Regions from separate parts of the Gossypium hirsutum genome. Here region 2 is linked to region 1. Evidence: chromatin contacts called from public Hi-C data. All regions are on one chromosome and are shown on one strand. Each heading gives the region's core, a stretch centred on a gene start, on an enhancer-like site or on the middle of the called end of the contact. The rest is flanking DNA. Distances are from core to core; before and after follow the strand shown. Region 1 holds the start of LOC107927113 (phosphatidylinositol N-acetylglucosaminyltransferase subunit A). Region 2 has its middle 20 kb from the start of LOC107927016.

The links. Hi-C and Micro-C count contacts between places; a contact is called where the count stands out from the background.
Region 2: a contact with region 1 is called in a Hi-C map of leaf, with 2.5 times the contacts expected there. The contact joins the enhancer-like site here to the promoter of LOC107927113 in region 1. A contact is called at or near these places in 2 of 34 Hi-C or Micro-C datasets (callus and leaf).

What each region holds. Positions count from the first base shown.
Region 1 is chrD03:49,494,614-49,499,255 of Gossypium_hirsutum_v2.1, reverse strand. It overlaps LOC107927113 (phosphatidylinositol N-acetylglucosaminyltransferase subunit A), which reads left to right and starts at 2,161. Exons shown (of 12, transcript XM_041090381.1): 1 at 2,161-2,329; 2 at 2,618-2,692; 3 at 2,987-3,039; 4 at 4,622-4,642. It also overlaps the pseudogene LOC107927064.
Region 2 is chrD03:49,574,742-49,579,383 of Gossypium_hirsutum_v2.1, reverse strand. No RefSeq gene overlaps it. Among protein-coding and RNA genes, the nearest start is that of LOC107927016, 20 kb to the left of the region's middle. Within about 2 kb of position 1,858, at least 2 of the 9 cell types and tissues checked have an H3K27ac peak or open chromatin away from gene starts, as enhancers often do. A contact at or near this core is called in leaf, where this site is marked.

The sequences.
Region 1 (4,642 bases), core at 912-3,411:
AATAAATTCCAGGATGTTATGCATGCAAGGCAAAATCAATGTAAACTGCTATGCAAAGTCGGTTCAGTATACTACTGGTTTATGTTGGTTTATCCTCGTGACTTTCATTTTCTTCCTCTATGTCCTCTTCTGTTTTCCAATTGAGCAGGTCATCAAAGCCGAACAGAAATAAGTTTCTCGAAGCCTCTCTGGCACAATTGCAGAAGTAACAAATGAAGAAAACTCAGCTATCAGAGTTGAGATTCCAGATATTGTATTTGTATCATCATGTGCTGATCTAACTCTACCACCAGGTGCAGGCCTCTGCATTGATACTACCCATGGTCCAATTTTCTGGTAAGTATCATGCTTTTATTAAAGGAACGATATCTTTCACACTTTCAGAAAACTTGACAACTATGCTATTTAGCAATATACGAATAGCAATCCAACTTTAGTGAGTATTGTCTGTTCTTCCTTTCAGGTTGCTGACTCATGGGAATCTTTAGACGGATGGCTTGATGCTATCCGCTTAGTTTACACAATTTATGCAAGAGGTAAGACAGATGTTCTCGCCAGTATCATTACAAGCTAATTATTGTGTTGAGCTTACATTTTGCCCAAGTCCTTTATATCTGTCTTCGATTTTAGTCTTGTATATCATCAAATATTTTGGAATAACGTAAGGTTGAGCTAACTTTTATGTCAAATTATTCATTTGGCATTTAGATGATAATATATTTCTTCTGCTGTTTATAAGGCATTTTCATTCTATCTTCACTAAGACTTGGGAGTTTATTTTTCTTAAAAAGTAAATATATCTAGGCATCTACCATGTTGTAATTGCTGCGAGCTTTGTGTCCTCGAACCGGCAGCCGAACTCTTTTAATCTTCTGCCTTGAACATTTTGTCCCGAAGCAGTGAGAATCCACAGCATCATCCTGATTATTGGTCTAGAAGCAACGGTTGCAAGCGTCAGGTCAGCCTTCTTCGTATTCTTTTGTGCCAAACAAAAAAACATTCATGTCGGTTTCACAATCAATCAAAGTATTAGTAAGCAGCCAAAGTATCAGCCATCAAGGGCCCCAAATGCATGCTTGCCCCCACACACAGAGAAAAAACTATGATTCACTATTGAAAAGTTGAAACATGATCAAGTGAAAGCCTTACAGGGTTGTCGATGGCCAAAAAGCTGTTTCCGTATCTAATTGGCAAAAAAATGGTAGGATTGCAAATGATAATGAAATCATAAGAGACAACAGATAATTATCTCTACCTCTTCTTATATTTGAAGAGAAATATCTAATATGCATATCTCAATATTTATGACCATAAATCAGCTTCATTCATTGCAATTTTTTTTTGATCCTCCATTGTTTTTGCTTTTTTTTTTGGGGGGTTTAATCTGTTGTGTTTCTGCTGTTGATTGAGTCTTTGCTATAAACTCATCATGGTTAATCAATTCGGATAATTGAAACAATTTCATCTATTGAAAGGTTTGGAAATTTACTTAATCAATCCAGAATTCGAGATGAATAAGAAATCTATATCCAAGCCTACTTGCTTCTTTAAAATAAATTACAATTATTTGTACATACTAACTAATATTTTCTCAAAAGTAACATATATTTTTGGCTAAAATAAATTACAATTATTCAATACTTGTTTTTTAAACACAATTACAAATAATTTTTTTGATATTAGTTTTTTTTCAATTTATAACGATCAATATTGCAGCTTAATAATTGAATATTATTATAAATAAATCATTGCAATATATGTAAAAATAATTTAAAATATAAAAATTTATTAATATATATTAATATATGTAAAAACAACTTTTCCGGAAAATATTTTCAGGAAATCTGTCAAACAGCAGAAAATATTTTACACAGATTCAATCAAACACCAGAAAATACTTTTCAGTAAATCATTTTACAGAAAAATAAAACATTTTCCAAAAATCATTTTACGGAAAATATTTTACTGGCAATCAAACGGACCCTAAATAAAACCTACGCAACCAACTCAATGATAAGCTTTTTACCATTTTCTAGAAAATAGAAACGAAGTCCAACAAACTTCAGACCTTAAGGCCCAATCTTTGTACCTCTTCTAAACCCAATGGATAGCTTTTTACCCTTTCCTTAAATTTTGCATTTCCTCCCAAATTTTCTTTTCTGTATACAATGAAAACCTTGATTGATTCTTTTAAAATATTTTTTCCGAGCATTTTGAATCATATAAATAATATTAATTGTGTTTTTACGGCGACGGTGAGGCCGTTATAATTTACGAATTAAAATCTGAATCGCTAAAGAATTTGTGGATCAATCGAGAATTTTGACCGGTGAGAACTGGAATTTTATCAATCAAATCCTTAATTCCGATTTTGTTATTGTTGCTAATGAATTATTGAGCTTGTTTATCTATTGATTTGAAAGTTCTTGAGTGGTGCATTTTGATTCCTTGTTAATTGTTTTATGTTGCTGAAATCTATTAATTAGTAGCAAAGGTGATTTTGGAACTGTAAAACATTTTTGGTTTCTTATGTTGCGAGCTGATACTAGTTTCATCTCAGTTTTAATTTTTTTTGGCTATCATCTCATTTTTCGTTGGAGTCTCACATTTTTAACAGAAACTGGGCCATTAGGGGATCTATCAGCGACAATGATGGTGTCTTCAGTAACAGAGTGAAAAGAATATCATAGAGGTACATTCTCTAAGTAAAATTAGATTCGACTCAGAAAAAATCGAAAAAGAAATTCAAATGTTGAATTATTCTAATTGAGTTGTTCAGTTTTTTAACCAATTCCAATTAGTAATTCGGTTTCTTGAATTGGAGCGAGATCAAATATCCGGATTAAGCAAATCGAGGTAGTTTTGGATTAAAGCTATAATTTTAATTTTAATTTTGTCTTTTACACTTTTACACTTCAGTTTTCTGTTTCCCAATTAGGAAAATCCCATCCCCGATTTTGAAACCCCAACTTTCTTCTGACTCCAGATTTCTATTCCATTCTTTGCGTCTGTGTTCATTGGCACTCCGGTCGATTTTAGGTATCTTTCAACTTTCCTTTTTCGTTTTTCCTTGGTTTATCTCTTTTGGGGTTTTCTTTCTTGCTTTGCTTTACCTTTTATTGTAAAAGGATTAATCCTAGATTAAATAACATAACTGGAATGAGCAGAAACTTGAAAGTGCCCTTATTCTTTTATGTTTTTGAAACTGATAGCTGGTGTCTCTTTTGGCTTGTTCTTTCTGTCTAATAATTGTCATCTGTTTCTCTTCTCTGCTTCCTATCTATCAAGCACTTTGGGGTTAAATTGACTAATGATAGTTAGAAATGAGGTATTTAAAAGAGGCAAGAAGAGTGAGAGAATAGGTTAGCGACAAGGAGACCATCCATTGGTTATTAAGCATGAAGGAAAAGGACCATGTTCTTATGAATGATGAAGTTCTGTGTAAGTGCTAATATATTTGGTTCTAAATACTCAATGCAACTATCTCCTTCATTTTCTTTGTTTCCATAATAAGATTAAAGTGCACGTTTTTAAAAGTTCTTTTTAAGTTACAAGATAGATTAATGATCCCTCAAATCCCAGTGTTATATTCTTCAGGGATGACATTAATGCATTTCTACGCTAACCGGTCCCCAAGAACTTTAATCTTCACTTCTAAAAAGTCTATAGCTTTCATTTATTTTTTTAATTTGATCTTTTGTTTGAGTAATCATGGCTGCTTTGCATTTTCCTTTCATCTTTAGTTTTTTTTTTCATGTTGGCAGCATAATTGCTGCCATGAATTTCCACCAAATATTACCATTGGAGGGTCAAGGATGGAAATTTAGTAACAAATGGAAAAACTTGTTTGTTAGTTAGCTGATCTTATCAGCTTCTTCAATGGATAAAGATTTGATTATCATTTTCAGTTAGATGAAAATTAAGGACGATTTAATTATCTATTTTTTAGTAAAGAGTTATTCAATTACTATTCTTTACTTATATCCTGTGGGTAATTTGAACTATTATAAACTCAAACAAATATATTCGATTTAACTTGAATTTCATATCATTCTACTCAATTCGAAAACTTTTGAAATTGAGTTTGGTTGATAAAATAGGACTCATCAACTCTACTAACTCGAACTTTTTTTACTTGATTCGACTCGACTCGATTGAACGCTCACCCCTAATTCTCATGTTACTTTTGATGTTTAATTAGCTTGGTTTCAAATTCAGCAATATCATTGTTGCCTCTGTTACAGTACTGGTGTGTTTACCATTGATTTTTGATGTAGGTGGCAGGGATCAAAGGATGTGACTTCTTGAATGCCTATTTTTTTTCTTCATCTTAAAAGTTTATCTGCAATGGTTATTAATGAATAAATGATCTTTTGGAAGCATTGAAACAAGATAGCTGCTTTTCTTATTGTAATGTTTAGTGTGAACAGAATCTCGGAATATTTTTTTTGGTAATTATCATTATTGATGCAAAACTGCTGGAATAAGTACAAATGTTTTGTAGTTAAAACAAAAAAAAGAAAAAGAAATTGAGTGAAAGCTGGATGAGTTGGGATTTATTTGGAGGGGGTTCAACTAAAGCACTGCCCATTTAACATATTTCTCTCTGTATTGCTTTCAGTTTTGCATTAGGATTTGGGAT
Region 2 (4,642 bases), core at 609-3,108, 80 kb before region 1:
GAGAGGACAAAACATATAGAGATAGATTGTCATCTCATTAGAGAAAAGACTACTCAGGGTGTTATCAAATTGCTTCCTTGTTCATCCAAAGATCAACTTGCAGATATCTTTACCAAGGCCCTTGCAGCAGTTCCTTTTGAGGCAAATTTGGTCAAGCTGGGAATGAAGAATATCCACTCTCCAGTTTGAGGGGGCGTATTAGCTAATTAAGTTATAAGTTTGTTAGTTAGTTTATAACAAACTTAACCATCATCTAGCTGATATCATCTAGCTGTTATATAGTTGTTATCTAGCTATAACTTTCTGTTAGCTTAGTTAGCTGTTTGCTTTATGTATATAAGCATTTTTCCTATTCTGTAAATAATAAGGAAAATCATTTTCATATTTTCCACGTTTTCTACAGTTTTTTTTACTTCAATTTATATATATATATATATATTTTTTAATATAGAATTATTCTTAAAAACAAGTTAATTTTTAAGAAATATCTCGACGTTTATAGATATCGAGTTTTGTTGTTAAATTTACATCGTAAAATAAAATTAAAGTAATTATTATATAATGATTAACTAATCTTAACACCCACTGAGTTGATTATAAATAACCTTTAGATTTTTTAATTATAATCAATATACAATGATATTAGCACCTGTTCGTGTTAATTTATAAAATTAATTTTTACCGTTAGAAATTAAACTCTAATAAATACAAAAAGATCTTAACATCGGTGCTTGTCGAAGTCCTATAATTAATTAATATTTTATCTATCTCTTAAACCTAGTCCTAATGAATGCATTCTATTGAGCGGCCGTCAAGTTTATATTTATTTAAATTTACACCATTTACCATAAATCTAATTAGAATAAATGCCTTAGTTGTGGCTAAAGTACCTAGTACTTCAATGCGGTTTTCGTCGTTTACAATCTAGATGGAAATGTGAAGATTGGAGACTCTTACCTTCCACTTCCCTTATGGAGAAGTGACAATCACGTTCGAAGATGTAGCCCTAATCATGGGCCTTCAAATTGAAGGAGTTCTTGTTACTGATGTGGATAAATTTGAAATTGAGCCAAAAACAAAAAGGTTAATTGGTCATGATCCGGTCAACAAGGATGATTTTAAGGGCGACCAAGTGAAGTTCACTTCATTGGATACATTGGTCAAGCATCCACTAGCTGGTGATGTGAGCAATGAAGAGTTCAATTAGTTTGTTAGAGCATATATATTTTATGCCATCGATGGATTGCTTATGTAAGATAAGTTTGAGAATCTTGGCCACTTAATTTATTTGTCATTGCAGGAGGACTTTACTTGTGCCTGCATATAAAATTGAGATATTGACATTCCGATACCGGGCCTTTAATATTGTGTCTGATTGAAAACCTAAAGAATTGAATGTTTGTTACACCTTCTTTCAAGTATGGACCTTGATGTGGATGTCATTTAAAGTGTCGATCCTTTCTCATCTATTATCATTTCCATCGATAAAAAGTTAAAAAAAATATATTTGTATTTAACATTTAAAACATATTTTAGGTTAAAAGTTTTTATAACTTGTCTTGGAAATCTTTAATATATTTGTAGATTTCGAATAAATTTGGATCACACCAGTTATTATCGAGAGCTTACACATCCGAAATGACATTGATAAATATGCAACTCAAGAGATTAGTTGTTATTTTGTTTTAGTATTTAATAAATTGAATATTATCATCAATTTTTATTTTGTTAACCGTAAACAATTATTTGTACTTTTCATGGAAATTGTATTGGGCCTAGGACATTTAGGTTGTGCTCCCAAGGGATGTGGTCGAGGAGGCGAACAGATTGGGGAGGGCCTACATGGTTGTTATATGTGTCCATATTTTTCAATGGAAACATAGCGATTGGATGCTGCACCAATTTGGCACATGACAACCATTCCTGAGGGAGTCAATGTTAGAAAAACTCGGTTGAGCAAACGATTTTCAATCATAACGGAAATTTAAAATATTGAAAATCAAACCAGTTTGTGATATTTTTAGCATAAACTTTTCATAAAAAGTTTTGTGCGAGACAAATTTGTATAGTTTTCAAATTTCAATCGAATGATCTTCTTCCTATCCTCATACCCCGAATTGTTTCGAGTGTGGGCTTGAGCAACACGAACCAAACAGAGAACTAAAAATGATTTAATCACTTTCAGTAGGAAAGTAATTCTCTCAAGTAAAAACCGGTAGAAATTGTAATTCTCAGAAAATAGAATTTATTCTTAGAAAATAAATTCTCACTACTTTCTGGCAGAATAACAATATATGAAACTTGTCTATTAATAGCTCTACCAATATCATCTATTTATAGGGAGAGATAGGAGAATCTTGATTGAATAAGAATAACACAAATAATGTTTATTTAATAGAAAAATAATCTTCTAGTCTAAACCCTCTCAATTCTCTTAGGGTTGTCTCCCATTACATATTTATGTGAGGCAAATTAGATCTCTCATGTATTGGGTCCAATTATATGTACTTTCTAAACTTTTGTGTAACACCCTTAACCCGTATCCGTCGTCAGATTAGAGTTACAGAGTATTACCGTACAAACAAAACATTTAAACATACATTATCCAATACAAATTATAAATCAATAATTCATATACATATCGTCCCTAAATCGATCCTTCGAGGCCTAAAAATTACCTTAGAAACAATTCGAGACTAATTTGAAATCATTTGGAAAGTTTATGAAAAAGTTACAAAATTATAGAAACAAGGATCACACGGCGTGTGCCGCACACGGCTGAGACACATGCCCGTGTCTCAGGCCGTGTAACTTTCGAACTAGGGACACATGATCGTGTCCCAACTAGTGTCCTCACCCGTGTAACTTACTAAGTAGGGTCATACGGTCGTGTCACATGCCTGTGTGCCAAGCCGTGTAACTCTCGAAATAGCCCCACACTCCTTTGTGCCAGGCCGTGTATCACACACGGCTGAATCACAGATCCATGTCTCAAGTTGTGTGCACCCAAAATGAACCTTATACAACAAGTTTACCATTTCAAGATTACTTGGACCCTAAGTAGACCATTTACCAATCAAAACATCTATTCAAAGTGACATTAATCAAGCTAAAAGCATGCCAAATCAACATCCTAAGTGCTTAACCAATGCATCCTCATTGATACCACAAGTATATACAACTGTACATCCAAATAAAAACATCAAACACAACTTATTAATTCATCAAATCTAGCACCTAACCAATGTACCCATCATAGGTACCTCAAATACAACAAATAATTAACACATATCATTCATATTTGCAATAGAATATCTTACCTCATTCACATATATAATGTAAGTTAGTAATAAATACATAAGATTTTACTTATCATTTTACACATCCGAAACATTAATAATGACATACAAGCCTATTACATGCCATATAATCTGAAATGAACGTTCCAAAAACTACCAAAATATATGGATAGTGTGACTCGAGTGCCGATCCGATCGTCCAACCTTTCGGGTATCTACAATAATAAATAATAACACAAGTAAGCTTAAAGAAACTTAGTAAGTTCAACGTATTAAAACGATAAACCTTACCAAAGTAAGTACAATAAATCAAACAATAACATTACAACCATGAATGTTCCCTGTCATCCACAATCTCAACTGGTAAATCATAAAAGTTCAATTCAAAATTCAAATATATAGCAAATCCATCAAAATCACTAAACAAGTTATCTTACCAAGATTTTCATTTCGATGAATGACTTACGGATAAGAGTACATTGACAATCCAACCAAAACACACCAAATACTCATAAGAGCTTATCCCTCTGAAACACACTAATGCTCATACGAGCTAAACCATCTAAAACGCTCATAAGAGCTAATCCATCCGAAATATACCAAAATAGATAGTAAAACACGAAAGTTCACAAAAAATGTTGAACCTCGGTCCACTCGGGAAATATTCTCCACAAAAATCTCCATTCAATCCCCCATAACACACCAAATCTCGATTGTACTTTACCCCGCGTTCGACCCAATCCAAAAATCAAATTCAATAACATCTTCCAAGTAACTTTTCATCAACAGTAATTCAATATATCTAATATATCCTTTTTAATCATCTAACAATTCATATAGATGTTTAATTTTAAACCATTTGAACTTACTTGGATCGAATTTTAAACAGTTCAGGTTCTATTCCACAATTTTTCCTTTTCCACAAGTAATCAACCGGGTCTTGATCTAAAATGTAAAATTTATCAATTATCAACTTACATTTCATATTCCAATTCATTTCACATTTATACCATTTTATTTTTTGAAATTATACAATTACCCCTAACTTTTATAACTTTTGCAATTTAGTCCTTTAACCTGAAAATTATCAAATTAACCTTTTTTTTCTCAAATAAACCTTACAAATGAATATATAATGCTTCTAAATAGTCCATAAAAGACCTCATATTCACCTTTAATTGTTGAAACTTTGACATTTTAACAATTAAATCCTTAAACCAAAAATTAACTAAAATTACTTTATAAAACCATCAAAATCATAACCAAAGCTTCAAACATATAATTATCATCACAAAAAACTAAAATTAATCAATGATAATTTCCAAAATTTTTAACAAATTAAA